2 separate regions of the Cricetulus griseus genome follow, and region 1 is linked to region 2. Evidence: chromatin contacts called from public Micro-C data. All regions are on one chromosome and are shown on one strand. The core of a region is the stretch at or near the end of the contact, and the rest is flanking DNA. Distances in the headings are between cores, read along the strand shown.

Region 1 (3,413 bases), core at 546-3,045, 270 kb before region 2:
ACCATTTTGTCTATTGGACACATAAAGGTATATAAAAGTAACCAACAACGTCTGATTTCACAGCTATATTAAATGAGGTTGAAGGAAGCTACAATTAGGCAACATTTTTCAAAGTAAAAGCATATGATTAAAGTTTTTGTTTGTTTCATACAACAGGGTCAAATCCAGGGCCTTGTCAGGTACTTTGACCACTTGGTCACATGCCGAGGCCTAGAGTTGAAAACCGTTTTGAATCTTTGGGATTTAACTTGAAAGGGCACATGTATGATGACCGCATATATCCTCCCTTGATGCGAAAGATCTTTAATGTAAACTTTATGACGTCGTCAAAAGTTTTCTTTCCGAAGTAGTCTTTTATACAGGCACACACACATACTTCTATTCTCTGCTTTACACTCCAGCCTGCTTACACTGTGCACAAAATTCAAAAGCTCACTAACTGCATTATTACCACAACCCTGTTTCAAAACATCGTTCCATGTATAAACTTCCAGAGATGTCTTTAGCAGTCGTTTCCGGGAAAAAATCCAGTCATTTAGGCACTGGAGCGTGTCTAGACCCAAAAAGGTCTTTTAAAAGATTTCCCAAAAAGTTTGTGTATTCTTATACTTTTCCTCACTTCCTCGCTTCTAGAGTTCCCAAAACTTCCTCTGACACAACATTTCCAAATAAACAGCACTCCCTCGAATTTTCCTAAGCGTCGTCACCCAGACTGACAGGGTAAACGGTTCCTCCATCTTGTCTCAGCTGGAGCCATCTTCTGTGTAAGCTTCAGCTGCCACCCCCGCCCCTTTCTACCCCCTCCGTGAGAGTCCTGCACCCAATCCTGCTCTAGAGCTCGGGGAAATGCCCCAGCTAACTGCCAGTTCTGGCTTCTACGAAACCACCTGCATCCTTTCCTTCCCCTGCCAACGGCAAACAAGGACGCGGTTTTCTGTGCAGTCTGCATGGAGAAGCTCCCTGTGAAATGCATTCGGGCGGCCCCGTGAGAAGTGCTTCTCTCCCCGCAGTCGCCGGCGGCCTCACACAGACGCCATCCGGTCGTGCTCAGCGGTCCCTGAGTCTCTAATCAAAGAAAGGCGACGAGAACCTAAAAGCAGCAAGGTCCCCTCCAGATTCCCTCAGCAGCCCTCCCGGATGTCCGCCTGTGACGCGCCACTCCTTCTCCAGTGACGCGGAAGTGACAGAGTGACTCCGTCAGGGCCACGGCGCCTGCGCGTCAGGGAAGGGGGCGCGGTCTGTCGGGGAGGGGAGGAGCTAGATGGGGCGAGAGGCCGGGAAGGGGCGGGGCTAGAAGGAAGTGTGTAGAATGTAGGAGAGGAGAAAAAAAAACCGGAAAAAGTGGGTGGAGCGAGGGCGGACCTAGCCCGGGTCCGTCGGAGCTTCACTTCCTCCTTGCCGGTATTTCTGCATCCGGGTCGAGGGTGTTCGCTGCCTCCGGCTCCTCTCTCTCCCTGGCTGTTGGCGGCACTCTGGGTGACAGCGCCGCCTGACTCAGCCCGGGCCGGCTTTCCTCTGCGCACCCGCGGGAGCCTGGACGCCCTCGCCGCCCCGGGACGCGGAGGCGCTCCTCACCTTCGGACTCAGCCCGGGGGCCTGCGGGGCCGCCGCGCCCGGATGCTGAGGGGCGTCTGTGCCGGCCTCCGGCGAACGGCGGGCACTGGCAGCCCCTAGGCGCCCCGGAAGCCCCGCTCCGCCCCGGCTCGGATGGGCGCTCGCACTCGATAAATGTGGCTGCCCCCCGGGGCCGCCGCCGCCGTCGCCGCCGCCGTCGCCCCGCCGCCCGCTCCTCGTCCCCCGGGCCCGGCCTTGCAGCGTGGCGACGATGGACAAGATCCTGGAGGGCCTGGTGAGTTCCTCGCATCCGCTGCCCCTCAAGCGGATGATTGTGCGCAAGGTGGTGGAGTCGGCGGAGCACGGGCTCGACGAGGCGCAGTGCGAGGCCATGTTTGACCTGACGACCCGGCTCATCCTGGAGGGCCCGGACCCTTTCCAGCGCCAGGTGGGCCACCAGGTGCTGGAGGCCTACGCGCGGTACCACCGGCCCGAGTTCGAGTCCTTCTTCAACAAGACCTTCGTGTTGGGCCTCCTGCAACAGGGCTACCACTCCCTGGACAGGAAGGACGTAGCCATCCTGGACTACATTCACAATGGCCTGAAGCTGATCATGAGCTGCCCGTCGGTGCTGGACCTCTTCAGCCTGCTGCAGGTGGAGGTGCTGCGGATGGTTTGTGAGAGGCCGGAGCCGCAGCTCTGTGCCCGACTCAGCGACCTGCTGACGGACTTCGTACAGTGCGTCCCCAAAGGGAAACTGTCCATTACCTTCTGTCAACAGCTGGTTCGAACGATAGGTCATTTCCAGTGTGTGTCCACCCAGGAGAAGGAGCTGCGGGAGTATGTCTCCCAGGTAACGAAAGTGAGTAACTTACTACAGAACATCTGGAAGGCTGAGCCCTCCACGCTGCTACCTTCTCTGCAAGAAGTTTTTGCAAGCATCTCTTCCACAGGTAAGGGTCATTATTTCAGGGGAAGTTCAACATGTGTCTCAAACACAGTACGCTTTCTGCCCGGAAACATTCTCTTGTGAGGACCGGAAGGTCAGCAAGCATGTTTTATTGGAGTAAATCCTCCGGTAAGAGGCATTCTTGATGGAGAGCAGATCTAAATACCCTTAGCCACAAAATTGTACTGCACTTCACTGCCTTGTTCAGAATCGAACGTTGTAGCCAAAAGATGCCTAAGTCCCAAGACCTTTGTCACTGGGCAAGTCACTTAATGACCCAGCCTCTGCTCCAGTTTTGGAATGCTTACAGGCTGACAGCCATTACGAAAAGCTTCCCTCATTACTGACTAATGGTCTCATATGATGCTTACCACAGTGTCATTATTGTATGTAACCTATCATCTTGTCGAAGCTGTTTTTCAATGTTCTCATTTTTTAAAAAGAATTCAAGGGTCGCGCACAACCTATTATAAGATTGTCCCAGTTTAAAGTATTGTCATTGTCGCTTTACAACAGTATTTGTGACAAGAGACCCAGGCAACATTAAAACAAGTATGAAGTGTGGCAGTTTAGGTAGATGCTGGTCTTGCCTGCCCTTATCAAAGGCGGTGGTGGCACACGCCTTTAATCCCAGCACTTGGGAGGCGTATCTCCGTGAGTTCAAGACCAGCCTGGTCTCAAAAGCTAGTTCCAAGACGGCCTCCAAAGCCACAGAGAAACCCTGTCTCAAAAAAAAAGAAAACTACATCACAAACTTGGGAAGGGTCAAAGGATAATACTTAGAAAACACTTTCACCTCAGAATTTTGTCTGTGTCTGCCCTTGGGGCTTTAAAATCTGTCAGTCAAACTGAACTTGTGAAGCTGTCCTCTTTTTATCTATTTTTTTTTTTTCCTCCAAGACAGGGTTTC
Region 2 (3,056 bases), core at 53-2,552:
CCACTTCCCCAAGTGTTGGGATTCTGGGCATGCATCACCACACTGGATCAAAATGGGCTGGGGCTCAAGCCCAGGATGTTTGCAAGCAGTATGTTCTGCAAGCATCCCACCAACTGACCTACAACTGCAGCTTTCAGAAGCACTTACTTCCAGAGAGTTTTTATTAGAGAATTATTCGACTAGTTCAAACATTCGTGTTACATATGTTATTTATTCCAAGAGATTTGAAATTCAACATGTTTTAGTTAACTCTTGAAAGGACTTCATTTATTCAATATTGGTGGCCACTAAGTCATGAATGGGAAGTAGGTGGGTGACACAGGAGAGGACACAAGGCCTCAGAGCCTCCACCACAGCCTAAGCAGAAGCAACACCAATAATTTTTAGAGGCAGGGCTTCTCTGTCACCACCGCCTGGCTAAGAATTTTTTCTTTTTTAGTTTTTGAGACAAGGCCTCACTGTGTAGCCCTGACTGTCCTGGGACTCGTTCTGTACACCAGGCTGGGCTCAAACTCTCAGAGATCCACCTGCCTCTGCCTCCCAAGTGCTGGGATTAAAGGCGTGCGTTACATACTTGACAAACACTTTTTTAAAAAAATAATTTATTTAAATTCATTTTTTGTGCATTGGTGTTCATCTCCTGAAACTGGAGTTGTAGACAGTTGTGAGCTGCCATGTGGGTGCTGGGAATTAATTGAACTCAGGTTCTCTGGAAGAGCAGCCAATGCTCTTAACCACTGAGCCATCTCTCCAGCCCCCTGACAAACATTTCTTAAGCAGACAAAAACGCACATTTTTCTTTGATGCTCGTGGAAAAAATACACGCCATCGTTTGTCCCCAGCTATTGCCATTCCGGATCTCACAGGCTCGCAGTCCATAAACTCTGGAAGGGTGGGATGGCTGATGGGGCGGGCATTTTTTTCTTGGACGTCCGACGTCACTGGAGGGAACCTGTGACGTCTGGCCGTGAGCGACGGCGGCGCGACGGTGAAGGCCAGTCCCCGGGCTGTCGCGCCGCTCCCAGGCCGGCTTCTGTGGCGCGGCGAGAGCCGAAGAGCCGTTAAGAAGCGCCCAGCTCGCGTCACGCACACCTTCGCAAACCTACGCCGACGCGCTTCCTCGAGGCCCCGCCCACTCCCCCCCCCCGCAGTTCGGGGGCGGGCTGGAGGAGGCGGGGCCCAGGAGGAGCAAGCGCATGCGCTCTCGCGATCCGGCCGCTGAAGGGTGGGGGGAGGGAGAGGACTAGCGATCTCGCGAGGGTTGAGAGCGGGTGGCGTAGGCGGCTGTCCCGGTGGTTGGAGAAGAGAACCTACGCGGGGCGAGGAGAAGGCGCCCGGACGCCGCGCAGAACCTTTCGCTTTCCTTTCCCCTGCCCTCAGCCCTCGGTCTCCCCGGAGTCAGCCCGCCCTCCCTGACCTCCGTGACCCCGCTGGCCCCGCCCACCCTCGTCGACGTGATTCCCGCCGTGAAGTCAACGCCGGCGGAGTGGAGCGGAGCCGGGTCCCGCGGAAGAGGAGGTCGGGGCGAGCTCCGCGGCAGGGCCGGCTCGGGTCGGTGGCGGAGCCGCCGCGCGTGAGAACTTCCGGCCGGGGCTCGCTCCTCGGTCGGCCCGGGCGCCAGAGTCGAGCAGGCAGGCCGGCCGGCCCAGGCCGCTTCGCTTCCCTCCGCGCCGCGCCTGCCCGTGGCCGCGGCGGGTGACGCAGCCGGAACATGTCGTCGTCGTCGGCGGCCGAGCCTCCGCCGCCCCCGCCTCCCGAGAGCGCGCCTCCCAAGGCCGCGGCCGCGGGCGCCGGCGGGAGCAGCAGCAGCAGCAGCGGCGGCGGCGGCAACAAAGGCGGCCCCGAGGCCGTGGCGGCGCCTGCGGCTCCATCGTGTGCGGGGGGCGCGGGCCCCGCGGACGCCGACATGGAGGTGAGCACGGCGGGCGGGCGTGCGCGCAGGGAGGGAAGGAGGGAGGGAGATGGATGCTCGCTTGCCCGCTCGCTGGCGCTGAGTCTGCCTCCCTCACCTCTGCGTTTCCCTCCGCGTAGTAGCCTAGGCGGCTCGCCGACCGCTCTTAGGAAACACATGTTCCTGATTACCGTGGTCGAGGGACCCGGTTTCCCCCAGCGTTAGACGCCCTCAGAAGGGCTCTGTTTCCCCCGGATCTGGGTTTTAGTTTGCACTAAACTTTGGGGAAGGGCGAGGGAGCTGGCCCCTTCGCCGTGGAATTCACGGGGCGAGCGCGACGTTTGTCAGCGTCGCACGCAGCCGGGGACTTTGGGCCTCCAGTGCCCCATCCCGGTGCTGGCGGGGGCGGCATCTGTCTGTCGTGGGCAGAAACAATGGCGAGAGCTGGAGGGCCGAATGCGCAGTGGGGATGAGCGGGGCGCAGCTGCCTCTGCAGCAAGGGGAGGCCCCTCCCGAGCCCCGCTCTACCGGGAGGAGAGCGAGCGAGCGAGCCAGCGTGACAGCCGCAGCACCTGTCCCGGATCCCCATCTAATTAGGGGTTGGTGGACGGACGGATGAATGAATGAATGGGAGCATCGGGGGAGGGCGGTGGGCTACTAGCCCAGCGAATTACCTCCTGTTAAAGCCATTCAGACAATTCGCCGTTGAACCACCATCTGGGACTCGAGTGGGCCAGATGATGATGACAATGCTGGAAATGGGGGAGAGGGTGGAAAAATGGGGGAGTTGCCAGACAGGTCTCTTGGATATGCTCCCAGGCTTTGAGTTGCCTGGGAACAAAGATACTGCTTCTAGTTTTTATTCTTGGCCTTGGACTTGTTTTGTGCTGTTCTATAGTTCAGTCTGAGAATTTCTGCACTTATATTGGAATAATACTCTAAAGATGAACCTTGCTGCAGAATTTACACTATAAGGAAATGATGGTGCAGTTGCATCACTTGGATGAAATAATGTGTTGCTAGTCTTTGAAATCACTTTTAGTGTGTGTGGGGGGTGTTAGTGTAGTGCATCAATTTGAAGTGAAGTTTCATTTTAAAATGTATTTGATGCCAGGCAGTGGTGGGCACACCTTTGATCCCAGCACTCCGAAGGCAGAGGCGAGCG

Evidence for each region. A called contact is a pair of places that touch in the nucleus more often than the background predicts.
Region 1: a Micro-C map of the CHO-K1 cell line shows a contact between it and region 2, with 4 times the contacts expected there. The contact joins the promoter of Usp38 here to the promoter of Smarca5 in region 2. A contact is called at or near these places in 2 of 8 Hi-C or Micro-C datasets (both in the CHO-K1 cell line).

The regions. Positions count from the first base shown.
Region 1 is chr3:156,778,269-156,781,681 of CriGri-PICRH-1.0, reverse strand. Usp38 (ubiquitin carboxyl-terminal hydrolase 38) reads left to right here and starts at 1,795. Exons shown (of 10, transcript XM_027404873.2): 1 at 1,795-2,507. The coding sequence starts at 1,826.
Region 2 is chr3:156,512,720-156,515,775 of CriGri-PICRH-1.0, reverse strand. It overlaps Smarca5 (SWI/SNF-related matrix-associated actin-dependent regulator of chromatin subfamily A member 5), which reads left to right and starts at 1,302. Exons shown (of 24, transcript XM_027404878.2): 1 at 1,302-1,912. The coding sequence starts at 1,712.